Regions from separate parts of the Zea mays genome. Here region 1 is linked to region 2. A link is a contact called in public Hi-C data. All regions are on one chromosome and are shown on one strand. Each heading gives the region's core, a stretch centred on a gene start, on an enhancer-like site or on the middle of the called end of the contact. The rest is flanking DNA. Distances are from core to core; before and after follow the strand shown. Region 1 holds the start of LOC100273790 (ER lumen protein retaining receptor family protein). Region 2 holds the start of LOC100384172.

Region 1 (7,174 bases), core at 3,986-6,485, 160 kb before region 2:
AGGGTGAGAGAGAAGCGGACGAGGCAGACCGGACAGGCCAGAGGGCGAGGGGGGACGATGGGTTGGGCCTTTTATCAGTTCGGCGAGAGTTTCGTGTTTGGTCTGCTGCGGTTTCTGTTCGGCGCTTGGGTTTGGCTGGCCTGCCGTGATGCCGTGGCGTGCGGGCGAGCCGCCCATCCGGCCACGTCTACACACGTGATGACGTGACTCTCGACTGGCTTGCTAGCAGGGCCGGCGCTGACTACAGGGCTGCCAAGGCGGCCGCCCTGGGGATCCTAGGGGCCCCACCCCATGCATGCATATGTAGTAGTCTTCGATCAGTTGAAGGCTTAAAGAGATGGGCCCTGCAAGCAATCGGATCTTATTCACTCTACCTGTTACGGTGGCATCAGCTGAAAGGAGCTTCTCGAAATTGAAATTATTGAAGAATTACTTGAGGTCTACAATGTCACAAGAACGACTGAATGACTTGGCCACTTTATGTATTGAGAAGAAACTTTTAGATGAGATCAATGTCAACAAGATCATTGATGAATTTGCTTCAAGAAATATTAGAAGAAATTTTTAAGGTATTGTAAATTTTATTTAGTATATTTTTTAGATATTATATTACTTGTTATAAATAAAAAATATATGTATTATAAAAGAATATATATTTATATAATATAAGGGGGCCTCATTTCTGTGTTCGCCCCGGGCCACCAAAATCTCAGCTCCGGCCCTGCTTGCTAGTCGACACTGTTGCGTTGCGTTGCCGCGATGTCTTTTGCTGCATAGTGAGGGCTTCGCTGATGGATTCCACGACGTCAGTTCTGGGCCGCCGCCCGCCGCATCCGGAGTTGCGCGGCAAGGTTTCAGTTCCAGCCAGCGCCAGATAAGCGCAGGCTTGTCGCGACAGAGAAGGCAATTACCAAAACTTTTACGACGACAAGCCCTCGGCAAGCCTCAAAGAGAAGGCAATTACCATAGCACGGCTCCTACTCTCCTGCACACCATTTCTGTGTCCGTTCGGTCAACAAGCCAGGAAGAATGCATGAGGCAACTGCGACCCACCCTCAATTCAGCTAGACAATTCTGAAATTGGCTATTAGGAGCCCGTTGAGATCCTCTCGTTTTGGAGGAACTGAACATTTTACAACTTTCTAAAGTTTAGATATAAAAACTATCTTAAATTCATAGTGTAAGATACAGAAATAAATTCTACACATCTCCGTATTATATTCTTGCTCTGCAATTATATTTTTAACTTATAGTACTCTCTCCAGCGCACTCTATACGACTCACCCTAATATAGCAGAAGTGCATATAACATACAATTATATTCCGTACGTAGCCATATTAACTTAATTAATCAGTGTCCAAATTGTGATCATTAAAAAAATGAAATCTAATTCCGTAGATCCAAACAGGTACTAAAGATTAGTAATGGGCCAGAAAGGAACCCCTATCTTGGTAATATCAATGTTAAAGTGAATACGACCTGATGACCTTAGTCCCACGATTTTCACGTGGCCAGTTCTGCATAGATCAATATCAATTTATGAAAGCATTCTAGAATTGTCTAATCCAAAGAGACCATTAACCACCTGATCCTAAGACCACGACAGTCATACGGCAGAAGCCAAGTACCCAAAGATTGGGTATCCAGAAAAGCGCAGCTATAAACAGTCTCAATATCAACCTATCTTTTAAGAGGACCCTTGCAGCAATTTTGCCATACATATAGTCATAACTCGTAACATCAACTAAAAAAGGCTCCCAGGTTGGGCACTACTAAAAGTACATATGAACCGGTGAAGCACTAAAGTTTTGTATTCTGCTGCAGCTTGCACTTCTCTTACACCACCCCTGAGGGAAGCCGTAGCACCAGCTGCCCACCAACCAGGCTGTACAACGGCAATCACCTATTAGACGACGCCCAAAGGAACAGGCAACTAAAACTCAACAGCAATACTGGATTTACCTCTTCACATAGTAGTAGCAGAAATCTGCAAGGATGAATGTCTGCACGATTTCTGAAAACAGCACCATAGACGGCCACAGACCATAGCCGAGAGCTGTCAGCAGACGGCCACGCGTATCCAAAACCTACATTGCAGAATTTGTTGCTTCTGGTGATCAGGGTTTGAGTACCATTTGTCTAATTGTGGTTCAGTTATGTGAAAACACCAGAGTACAGAATTGACGTGTTTTTTTCATGGCTAAGAGTGACTACAAATCTACAATGGTCAAACAAGAAATCTGTCTGTTCAACAAAAATGACCTAAAACACAAGCATTGGTAAATGTAAAGTTATATTAGGTAAAAAAATAATAACAACAAAAACAAAGGCTGCTACAGAACAATGAAGCTGTGTACATTAGCTCAAGAGTTTATCCAAAAAGACTGACCTGTAGAACCCAGTGGGCGCAGCTAAGAAACCTTGCAACCCCCAACGCAAATACATAGTGAGCTGTAAACGGTTCAACTATCTGCAAAAGATGGTAAAATTAAGTCAAACTTATCATCCTGCAATCGACGGAACCAGATGGCAAGATGGTGATATTACCTTAGTATTTTGCATCAACCGTAATTGTGGAAGCACTGAAACAGCTTCCAAATAAACACAGAACGCCCAGGAGATCCGGTTCACAATGTTATGAGATGTTGAAGGATGAACAAGTAGTGCCAGTCCAGCACATGGTAGCACCTTGAAAGGTAATAACAAAAGCCCAAGCACAATAAGACGGCCATATACAACTAAGACGTGAAACGTTGAGGCAGAAGTATAATTAGCCAGCACAAGTCCAATGCCTTCTGTTCGCAGAGGCATTAGAAGCACTACCACCGATCCCATAAGTACAGAAAGAGAAAGAAACAAGTTACTAACAAAACAGAGACATGGATTTAAAAATGTTTCGACAATAAACGATCTAAAAGGTGATGTGCAGTCTAGCTATGAAGCTACCACAGCCTTGGTCTTAACCTAACCAACTTCAGTGCATTCTAACTATACATTGAGATGATAATGTGGCTCCATTTTGCACAAACTGAACAGCTCCAAGTCAATATCATCAGCATGGGTATGAGAAACTGAATTCTTAGCTAAGAACAGTAATTGATCTAAATTTATAAAATAGCAACGCAAAAGTTTATTTCTTACCACATAGTACAATGCAAAGTTATCCTTGTCCACCATATAAGTTGACCTCAGTTTGAACCGTATCATATAAATAACAAACAGTGTGGCTACAAGTGTAGCACTGTCCAGAATTGTATGGATGTCATACTCCATGACAAAGCTGCAGTACAGTCTAACAGCTAGAAATAACGCAGTTAAATCCTGAGACTTGAGGGATAGTCCTGCAACATGAAAAGCAAAGACCTTGAGACCCCTCAAATCTACATAAAGTAGAGAACGATACCAAAATAAAAGAAATGGAATGGCAAAATGGATTTTCTGACAGGGTAATAGTGTTAGGCCATCTTCTCACATACAACAGACGTTCTGAAGAAATCATATACATTGAACGGTGAAATTTAGGGTAATTTTCACAGTTTGAGGTTGGATTGTTTTAATACCAAACTAAATGATTAATAGATCCACCATGTGAACTAAATCACAAGGTAGACCCTCAATAAGTTTACCACGCATCTGAATAATCTCTGGAGCTCTGATATGGTAATTCCAAATCTAAACCATGCCAAGTAGCTATCATATAAAATCTATAAAAAATGGAATCATCTGCAATATACAACAAAATCTATGTAACTAGAATAAGGGATATGCTAACTGGAAGAAAAGGTACAGGAATGCATAATGCAGTAGAATGAATTCTAATAAACAAATAGATGTTGAAAGAACTAAAGAGTAAAGAGAGCAAAAAACCTGGAAACCACGTGATTCTTATTCAAGATTTGGTTTCTCCATATTTTTCAAAATAACCGCAACATGCTACAACAATCTAAAAAAAGAGTCAAATAAGGCCCTGTTTGTTTCCTTTCAAGATTATATAATCCAACTTATAGATTATATAAGCACCTATTGACCTGTTTATGGATTATCATAATCTAGATACCTAGATTACATAATCTACCTAATAATCTGTGTTGTTTGTTTACCTCTCAACTTATTTAAGCTGGATTATATAATCTAGAGGGTAAACAAATAGGGCCTAAGGGCCTATTTGTTTCAGCTTATAAATTACATAATCTAAATTATATAATCCAGATTATAATCTAGATAGATTATAATCTATATGTAGCTGTTTGGTAGTCTAGATTATTCACAAAGACAACAGTACCCTTGTTTGTTTACTTGAGGTGAGGAAAAAAGGATGACATATATTTTAATTTCTATTTACATAATCATGGGTATTGGGTCTTTTGCCAAAAATAATTTCAAATAAGTTACTCTTGAGGAGATTGAGATTATCATAATCTAGGTTTTAGATTATATAATCTGAACCTATAATCTAGTTGTCTGTTTACCTGCTGGATTATTTGCGCTGGATTATATAATCTGGAGAGATTATAATCCGAAACAAATAGGACCTAAGCCTATACAAATTCCCCCAGTCAAATCAAAGGATAATGTAATCAAGCACGTCTTGCAGCTCCAAAATGTACCAGATGAATACATTAGCACTGAATCCCGTACAAGACCCCAAACAATGACATTGCTACACATCTGAGGTCACAACAAACATTATCTAAAAATTGGACAAAAACATAAGTGGTATTTATAGATACAAAATAGACCAAATAAATATTCTAACCTTTCCCAGTCCTAGATGTTCACAGGAGTAAAATCGTCGTCTGAAACGTTGAATTGGCGGGCCAAATCCTATAAAAATCCTAGACCCTATCTGCGCCGGCACGGGCGATCTCGACAGATCGGGAACGGGTGGCAAAGAAGCAGGCGGAAACGAACCGGCACATGTCTTCTCCTTTGTGAGCTTGTAGATGAGGACGCCTATGCCGAGCGCGTGCGCAGCCTCGGCAGCGACGAAGAGGTTGTCATGGTCGTGGACGATGAAGCGGATGACGACGAGCGCGGCCATGCCGGTGACAACGGCCAAGAAAGCCTTCACCTTGGGCGGCTGCCGCCGCACCCACGACGTCACCACGCTGAGCGGCCGCTTCGCCCCCCTCATCTCGCCTCCCCTTGGTCGCCTTGCGTTCGCACCACCACCACCGGTCGAAGAACACGAGAATTTTTTTCTTATTATTTCCCCTTATTATTATTATTTTTATTCTCTCACTTCCTGCGCTCTCGTGCTTTTGGAGGGGCGACGGATAGATCGGGGCGGAGTTATGGCTGCATTGGTGATTTTGCCGTTTGGGGAGAGGCTGGCGGGGTTAACGTGAGTCCTATCCACCTGGTTGCATTGCCGTTTGGGGAGAGGCTGGCGGGGTTAACGTTTGTGCGAATGTTGCATTGTCAGTCGTAAAATCTAACTGACTATCGTAACCGTGCATCGTCGACGTCTGACACATAGACTTTGTCAATATATCTTTACTGTAGATTAGGAAAAGGATAACAAAATATATAAATTATGATCAGTTTTTTGTTCAGAGAGTTGGTGAATGTTTGCTAAATATAGAGACAAAATGAAGCTAGATGATCAGTAGTTAAATTTAGAAAGTTTATTTAGAGAGTTGTTGGATATGAGAGTTTAGTTCAACTACCTAAATTGTTGATTTATAGAGTCCTTTAAAAAGTTACTAAAGTTGCTCTAAAGCATCTCCAACTGTTATGTTAAAAGGTTTCTAAATCTCAGTTTAACGAGTTATTAGAGAGAGAAAACATGTCGTTAATGGAACTCATAAACGAAGTTGGTAAATTTAAGAAGTTGATATTTTATATTTTCTTGTCCTCACATTTGGCAAGTCAAGAGGGACTCTCCAAAACACTTTTTCGTGTAAAATTTGTGCTATGTGTCTTCTATTTTTATTCTGTTTATTTTTTAATAATAAACTTTGGCTATTATGTGGAAAAGATTTTTGTTGCGTGTTAGACTTTTTTATTTCTACAGTTTACAATATTTCTCTAGAGAGCATCCAATCAAGCAATTTTGGTTATATTTAAAATTGATGGCATATATATTTATGTCTGTTTGTACGCGGATTTTAGAACCATTGGAAAAACAATATCATGTTTGATGAGAAAAAACATAAACTTACTATAACGTGAGAGGGAGAGAAGTTTTCTACTAGTATAATTTGAAATATTTAGCAACTAAAAATAAAGAACTACTGGAGAAAAAATTTTACTCCCTATTATTATTTAGCAACTTTCTCATATATATTTTTAGGGAGCTTTTTTTATTACAAAACCACTGAATATACTCTAAGGTCGTCTCTACATTTCTCCCCCCCCCCCCCCCCCCCCCCCCCCGAAATCACCCCCTCCTGCTCTAACAACGCCCCCTCGGCCCTCATGCACCCTCTCGCTAGGGTGAGCTCGCCCACGCCCCTTGAAATGGGAAGCTCTAATCTTTCCCTTCCACTAATTGGCACATTTAACTGTAAAATTTAACTATTTTTAAGTTACTTGATAACAGTTGTGTTATGAAACTAGGTTGAAGAGGAGTAGAAGGGGTGTTTAGTTTCTAGTCCCTATATTTTATTCTATTTTACTAATTACGGAAATTAAAATAGAGTTTTAGTTTTCGTATTTAACAATTTAGAAACTAAAATGGAATAAAATAGAGAGACTAAAATTTAGTCCCTAAAAACTAAACACCCCTGAAATAGGGAAAGAACAATTGACGGGATATATTTAAGGGAGTGTTTGAATGCACTATAGCTAATAATTAGCGGCTAAAATTAGTTGTAGACATGCAAACACTTTAGCTAATAGTACAATTATTAGTTATTTTTAGTAAATTAGTTAATAGTTAGCTAGCTATTTATTAGCTAGCTAAATTCACTAGCAATTTTTAGACTAACTATTAGCTCTATTGCATTTAAACACCCCCTAAATATGAATAAAAAGTACGAGTAGAGGATTTGAAGGGAGAATCGTTTGATATAAGATGTGTTTGAATGCACAAGAGTTAATAGTTAGTTGACTAAAAATTACTAATAAAATTAGCTAGCTACCCAATAGCTAGCTAACGAGTAGTTATATTACTAAAAGTAGCTAATAGCTAAATTATTAACTAGATTGTTTGGATATCTCAACTAATTT
Region 2 (7,138 bases), core at 576-3,075:
GACGTACGACGTCACCACAATCAGGGCGAGCACGCCCATGTTCCTCATGTCGCGCAAGATCAAGTCCCTCGGGGTCAAGATGGTCATCTCCAGCGAGGGCTCCGACGAGCTCTTCGGAGGCTACCTCTACTTCCACAAGGCGCCCAACAAGGAGGAGTTGCACCGCGAGACGTGCAGGAAGGTCTGTGTCAATTTCTTTCACTGACTGACTGGCTGACATTGGTGGATGGATGGATGATCGATTCTTGCTCTGCAGGTTAAGGCTCTGCATCAGTATGACTGCCTGAGAGCCAACAAGGCGACGTCGGCTTGGGGCTTGGAGGCTCGCGTCCCGTTCCTGGACAAGGAGTTCATCAATGCGGCCATGAGCATCGATCCTGAGTGGAAGATGGTATTTGCTGACACTACCCTAGCTGAGAACGGAAAGAGAGCTCATTGCCTTTTCAATCAAACAAAGCAAATCAAAGCATTATGTATATGTGACCAGATGAGGGCTTTAATTTGCAGGTCCGACCTGATCTTGGAAGGATTGATAAGTGGGTGCTGAGGAAGGCATTCGACGACGAGGAGCATCCATTCCTGCCCAAGGTGGTAGCCAACCTGCGTTTCAGCTGCTTGAATCTTCCCTAGCCAAAATTTGGACGTTCAGACAGACATCTAAAAAGATTTTGCCTTGCAGCATATCCTCTACAGACAGAAGGAGCAGTTCAGTGACGGCGTCGGGTACAGCTGGATCGATGGCCTGAAGGCTCATGCAGCATCAAATGTAAATGTTGCCATGTCAATTTAAGGACAGCTCTGTTTTTTCTCTCTCTCCATGGATCATGATCCATATACATACACTATTTGAATGTTGGTGACTGACAAGATGCTGTCGAATGCAAAGTTCATCTTCCCACACAACACTCCGACCACCAAGGAGGCCTACTACTATAGGATGGTCTTCGAGAGGTTCTTCTCACAGGTGGGTGGAGCTAATTTAAATTCGTTTAGGTTCTTAATAAATTCATACAATAATTAATATATGTTCATTTATTTGAATATAGACATAAAAATCAAGATCTAATCTCTTTACTAATTTTAGGAGGATAGAGGGGCATTCTTCAGCCAGCAGACATTAACATGTAAACATATTACTAAATCATTGGCCATGCAGAAATATGCTATCCTGACGGTACCTGGCGGGCCAAGTGTGGCGTGCAGCACAGCCAAGGCCATCGAGTGGGACGCCTACAATAGGGTCTTATAGAGTAGTAATAGATTTGTGAGTCGTTGCAATGCATATACACCTACTATCATATATATATAGGTCTGCATGATATTGATGGTTACAATGTAGTGATGAAACAAGTAGATTAAAATAACAAAATTTATATGTATAATCAGGATCACCAATAGATTACAAAATCTTCTCATAACAATGTAACACATTTTTATATAAGTTATCGTGATATTATATGTTCCCGTTGTAACGCACGGACACACACCTAATTTAGATTATATAATCCATCTAATAATCCACATCGTTTGTTTAACTCTCTAATCTTATTTAAGTTAAATTATATAATCTGGAGGATAAATAAATAAGCCTTCTATAAATTGCAAAACACAGTCCCTGGCTCCCTGCAACCAAACACCCCAGGAAACTGCTCCCCTGACACCGGACAGTTCCGTACTCGCCCGCCGACCCAACCCTCTATCCTCGTCGTCTTCCACCTCACGCCCTCTTTTTACTCTCCAGTTTTTTTTTTCTCTGCTTTGCCGTACGTTGGTGCGCCTCTCCCCTCCTCAGCTCCTCTCCACGGCTCCAACCCACCTCGGCATCGACGCCGATTTGTTACATGGCGGACTCGCCGGTGGAGCTGCCGAACCGGCTCGCCATACTGCCTTTCCGCAACAAGGTGCTGCTCCCTGGAGCCATCGTTCGGATCCGATGCACCAACCCCAGTAGGTGAGCGCCCGCACCAGCCGTAGAGAGCTTGTAGCGCCGCCTGATCATCGGCGTGGGTTTCGATTTTGGGTTTGGGGATTAATTTGGTGCGCGTTCGGCGTATCGGGCTCAAGGTTTTCTGTTTAGGGAGTTTATTTTCTTTATATTGGTTTTATCCCCATCGCAACTGTTTTGTAGACACGTGGTCTGTGTTACGTCTAATTACCCACACTTGCTACGAAATAGCGACTCCTTGCCTTCAATTTTGAAGCAGTATGCGAATTAAGTAAATTTGGTATCTCGCTTCAGACGGAAAATTTTGAAATTTGTGGTCTCAATTTGATGCGTTCGTTGAATTTGGCGGGTTTTCAGTGGGCTGTTTGCTTTTGAGGGCCGGCAGATTCCGCGTCCGTTTTCCACCTTCCCGTTAGTGTCCTACTTTTCTACGCGCAGTTTGGTCCCTTGTGGTTGAGCTTTCCTTCGGAGTCGACTTACTATTATGTATATTGACTATGTGGGAGGAATCCTTGTTTTTGCAGATTGTTTTGATTTTTTACTTGGTTTGTAACTTTGTCGGTGTGATTGTTTGCCTCTCCAGTGTGAAGTTGGTGGAGCAAGAGCTCTGGCAGAAGGAAGATAAAGGACTGATCGGGGTACTTCCTGTGCGGGACTCGGAGGCAACAGCTATTGGCTCTTTGCTGTCTCCTGGTGAGATGAAGATCGTGACTTCGAGTTTTGCCGTATAAGCAAAGTTGTTGAGCATTGTGGACATACATTTACTTCTTGCAGTTGTTATCACTCTTGTAGGTGTGGGCAGTGATTCAGGCGGAGGAGGCAGTAAGGCCGTCGGTTCTGCAGGAGAGTCATCAAAGCAGCACCTAAAAAATGGGAAGGAGCCCATTCAGTGGCACACCAAGTGTGACATCACTATCTTTGCTTATCTAATGCTTGTATTTTATTCATGGACAAGCTTATATAGAGATAAACACATTCAAGTTTGGAAGATGACTGTTGGTGAATATAACAGTGGGGTTTATACTGCATTCTATTCTATAAACATGAATAATAGATGAAGGAAAATGGTTGCCTTTTTTATTTATTTTACCCTGTGTATGCGTGTGCACACAAGTGCAACGTTCATTAGCCTACAGTTGTCTGAGATAATGATGGCTGATATAAGATTCACAGTGAGCAGATATTTTTCACACAGTAATCTGTCCAATTGATTTTTCACACAGTTTTGATTAATAAGCTTAGCTAGAGGAGCGTTGTAAGCATGCACGGTTTTCCATATTTTAACATCATATGTGCTTAACCTACTTCTTCTTATGAAAGGTTTGCTGAACTATGCAAATTTATATTTATTATTTCCAGCTATAACTTAAGCTATATTGAACCTATGGGTACATACACTGGCGAAACATGGTGGATTATAGATAATCTACGTTACACATTTTTTATGCAATTATGATATGGCAATATTTCACTACCTTATGGGTTTTTTATTCAACTTTTCCTTGACTTTGTTTTTGTTCCATGTGCAGGGGAGTTGCTGCCAGAGCTTTACACCTTTCCAGAGGGGTGGAGAAGCCAAGTGGAAGGGTTACATACATTGTTGTTCTTGAAGGTCTATGTAGGTTCAGCGTTCAGGAACTAAATGCAAGAGGACCATACCATTTTGCCCGTGTTTCGCGCCTTGACATGACAAAGACTGGTAAAGTTTTGAATAAAAGGAACTTTTTTTTCTCGAACACGCAGGAGAACTGCGCATCATTATATTGAAAGAGAGAAAGGTCCGAAATGGACCAAAGTACAATGCCATAACAGGCAAAAATAAATAGAAAATAAAACAGTGCAACCTCATGCACTAGGAAAAGCCCTAGCCCTCCTAGCAAATGCAGTCAGAAGCCCAAGACTCTCGAGCTGCTTCGCACCAGCCATACACCAGCACTCCACCTCATCCAAGAAAAGCCTCTGAATGGTGCTTAATGAAGGGTTGACACCATCAAATACCGCCTTATTGCGATGTAGCCATAAACACCAGGTCCCCAGGATAATGAGACTATGGAAACCTTTTCTGATATGTTTGGGGACCCTCCTATGCACCTTGCCCCACCAATCCACAAAAGAGCCCGCCTCCCTAGTAGGCGTAAGATGTCCCATCCTCAAAGCTGAAAATATAACATGCCAAAATTGTCTAGCGAAACTGCAAGAGCACAAGAGGTGCAAGATAGTTTCCTGCTCTTGATCACATAGTGGACAGACCACCGGGTGTGGTAGTCCTTTCCTCTGAAGTCTATCCGCAGTCCAACATTTATTCCTTATCGCCAGCCAAACAAAAAAATTGCATTTGGGGGGTGCCCACGACTTCCACACCCATTTCCATGGCTGGAAAGTAATAGCTCCCATAAACAACGCCGAATAACAAGATTTGGAAGAGAAAACACCAGAGCTCGAGTGCACCCACACATGTCTGTCCTCCTCCTGAGTAAGCACCACTCCACTTAAAGGAACTTGTTCTGTGTCTGTTTAATTGATCATTGTAATCTTAAGTTTATGGCTTTTATTGCATAGTACATAAGTACAGTTTCTTCTCATGCAATACCTTTATACCGTAAAGGTTAATGCATCTTAATACATCCTTTCCTAAAGGATGATTCAATTATCCATCTGTTTTTTTCTTTGAATTCACTTGTTATAAAACTCAGACTTTTACATCTCTACTAATATGTCTGTAAATTTTTAGAATTGGAGCATGCAGAGCAAGACGCAGATCTTATTGCTCTTTCTAGGCAGTTTAAAGCTACTGCCATGGAACTAATTTCTGTACTTGAACAGGTAAATATTTTGTGCAGAATTTCATCTCTTTTGTTTACTATATAGATATAGTATAAGATTTCAACCCCCCTGATTTTACTCGACAGTTCACAAATTACATTCACTCATCACGACCTGGAGCAACCTATTCACTAGGGGCAAGGGCTGATATGAAAGGCAGCCCTTTAGCACTGGCCACTGGCCATAGCCCAGAGCATGGCCTCCCCCTTAGCAAGCAATAAGGCACCAGCCATGCTTACCAGAGAGTTATCTAAACAAAATGGTTTATCTTCCAAAGAGTGATCCCTTGCTGCAACTGTCCATTGACCCCCAACGTTTGTCTTTATCCACCAGTCCTCAAAGGATAAATCATCCAGCGAGGGTGCCAAGGATTGTAAGCCAAACCATCATAGAAGTGAGGACCATAATTGCCGTGCAAACAAACAATTAATAAGCAATGATCAATAGTTTCTTCAGCCTCATCACAGTGAGGACATCTGTCAGAATGTGGCAGTCCCCATTTTTCAAGTTGATCCGCTTTCCAACAACATTTATGAGCCACAATTCACAGAAAGAAATGACACCGGCTGGGAGCCCAAGTGTTCTAAATACACATGATCAGAATTGAATATACCCTTGAATGAATCCTTCATATGCTGACTTGGATGAGTAAATTCCAGAACATGAAAGACACTAATGGTGCATACCTCCACATCAGGTTGTAGTAAAATCTCAAAGAGGCCCCAGAGATTCAGAAATTCAACTAAGACTTCTACTGAGAATGCTCCTTGTATGTCACTGATATAAGAGTGATTTGTGAGGACCTGAAGCACAGTGAGCTTGTCAGCCTTTTTGCCGCCACAGTAGCAAATTGAAGGGGTGCAATATCCTCAATTCGTTGATTTATGGTGCCTGACTTCTATGTTAGTGAAATACATGAAATTATCAATGGGGGTGTAGCTTACAATGACGCTGTTTTATTCTAACTGCAGAAGCAGAAGACAGTTGGTAGGACAAAGGTGCTCCTTGATACGGTTCCTGTTTACAGGCTAGCTGATATTTTTGTTGCTAGCTTTGAGATAAGTTTTGAGGAGCAGCTTTCAATGCTGGATTCAGTTGACTTGAAAGTTAGACTTTCAAAGGCAAATGAACTTGTAGATAGACACTTGCAGGTGCAGATACTTTATAGTTATTCAATAATTAATGTGGTGGTTTTACCTTTTGTCTTGTTAAGGTTAATATCAATTTTTTTCTTGTGATGGCAGTCCATTCTTGTAGCTGAAAAAATAACTCAAAAGGTTGAGGGGCAGCTATCAAAGTCACAAAAAGAGTTTCTACTGCGCCAACAGGTTTGTCTGCTAGTCTCCATGTTTGAAGTCGTGAACTTTTGCACTGTTGTGTGTTTCAGCAACCTCTGTCTTTGGAGAAACAAATAGATCTTTTCTCGTAAGGGGTGTCCAGTAACTTTAGTTTTCATGGCCTTCTGTTTTCAAAATGGACATTTTTGTCTGACGAACATGCTAATTTGCAGATGAGGGCCATAAAAGAGGAACTTGGCGATAACGATGATGAAGAAGATGATGTGGCTGCACTGGAAAGAAAGATGCAGAATGCAGGAATGCCTGCTAATATTTGGAAGCTTGCTCAAAGGGAAATGAGGTAAGCTATCATGCCATATCCTTCTATCTTTGTGCACATGTGGTATTGGAGATTTTTGTATCTAGTTAGCCTTTTTGTACAGGCGCCTACGAAAGATGCAACCTCAGCAACCTGGTTATAGTAGCTCTCGAGCCTACTTGGAACTTCTTGCTGACCTTCCTTGGCAAAAGGTCAGTGAAGAAAGGGAGCTTGACCTTAGAGCTGCAAAAGAGAGCCTTGACCAGGATCATTATGGACTAACAAAAGTTAAGCAAAGGATTATTGAGTATTTGGCTGTTCGTAAGGTTTGTAATTTGATCTGTGCATCCTTTTCTTATGTGCAGACGTCCCTATCCTGGTTAATGTAGTTTATATCTTATGGAGTTCTATTAATTTGCTCACAGCTCAAACCTGATGCCAGGGGTCCAGTGCTGTGTTTTGTTGGACCACCTGGTGTTGGGAAGACTTCTTTGGCCTCCTCCATAGCAAAGGCCCTGAACAGAAAATTCTTAAGAATCTCTCTTGGTGGTGTAAAAGATGAAGCTGATATTAGGGGCCACCGAAGGACATACATTGGAAGCATGCCAGGGAGACTTATTGATGGACTAAAGGTTCAATCATGTTCTTCCCATTCTGAAGTAGCTATTTTATCTGTTCTAAGTTCTAACCTACTATTTTCAAGAGATGTTCTTCTAACCTACTTGTATTCAAAATTCAACAGCGATCACAAAAAGATTTGTTAGGTCTTCTATC

Evidence for each region. Hi-C and Micro-C count contacts between places; a contact is called where the count stands out from the background.
Region 1: a Hi-C map of tassel shows a contact between it and region 2, with 2.8 times the contacts expected there. The contact joins the promoter of LOC100273790 here to the promoter of LOC100384172 in region 2. A contact is called at or near these places in 2 of 25 Hi-C or Micro-C datasets (ear and tassel).

What each region holds. Positions count from the first base shown.
Region 1 is chr2:202,339,844-202,347,017 of Zm-B73-REFERENCE-NAM-5.0, reverse strand. LOC100273790 (ER lumen protein retaining receptor family protein) reads right to left here and starts at 5,235. Exons shown (of 6, transcript NM_001360445.1): 1 at 4,913-5,235; 2 at 3,143-3,342; 3 at 2,549-2,689; 4 at 2,391-2,471; 5 at 1,964-2,088; 6 at 1,486-1,886. The coding sequence starts at 5,135. The coding sequence ends at 1,838. It overlaps LOC100283348 (transcription initiation factor IIB), which reads right to left and starts at 30. Exons shown (of 7, transcript NM_001156249.3): 1 at 1-30.
Region 2 is chr2:202,181,436-202,188,573 of Zm-B73-REFERENCE-NAM-5.0, reverse strand. It overlaps LOC100384172, which reads left to right and starts at 1,825. Exons shown (of 17, transcript NM_001362247.1): 1 at 1,825-1,951; 2 at 2,529-2,638; 3 at 2,738-2,846; 4 at 3,475-3,644; 5 at 4,677-4,768; 6 at 5,740-5,919; 7 at 6,013-6,096; 8 at 6,279-6,406; 9 at 6,489-6,690; 10 at 6,790-6,996. The coding sequence starts at 1,842. It also overlaps the pseudogene LOC103649216.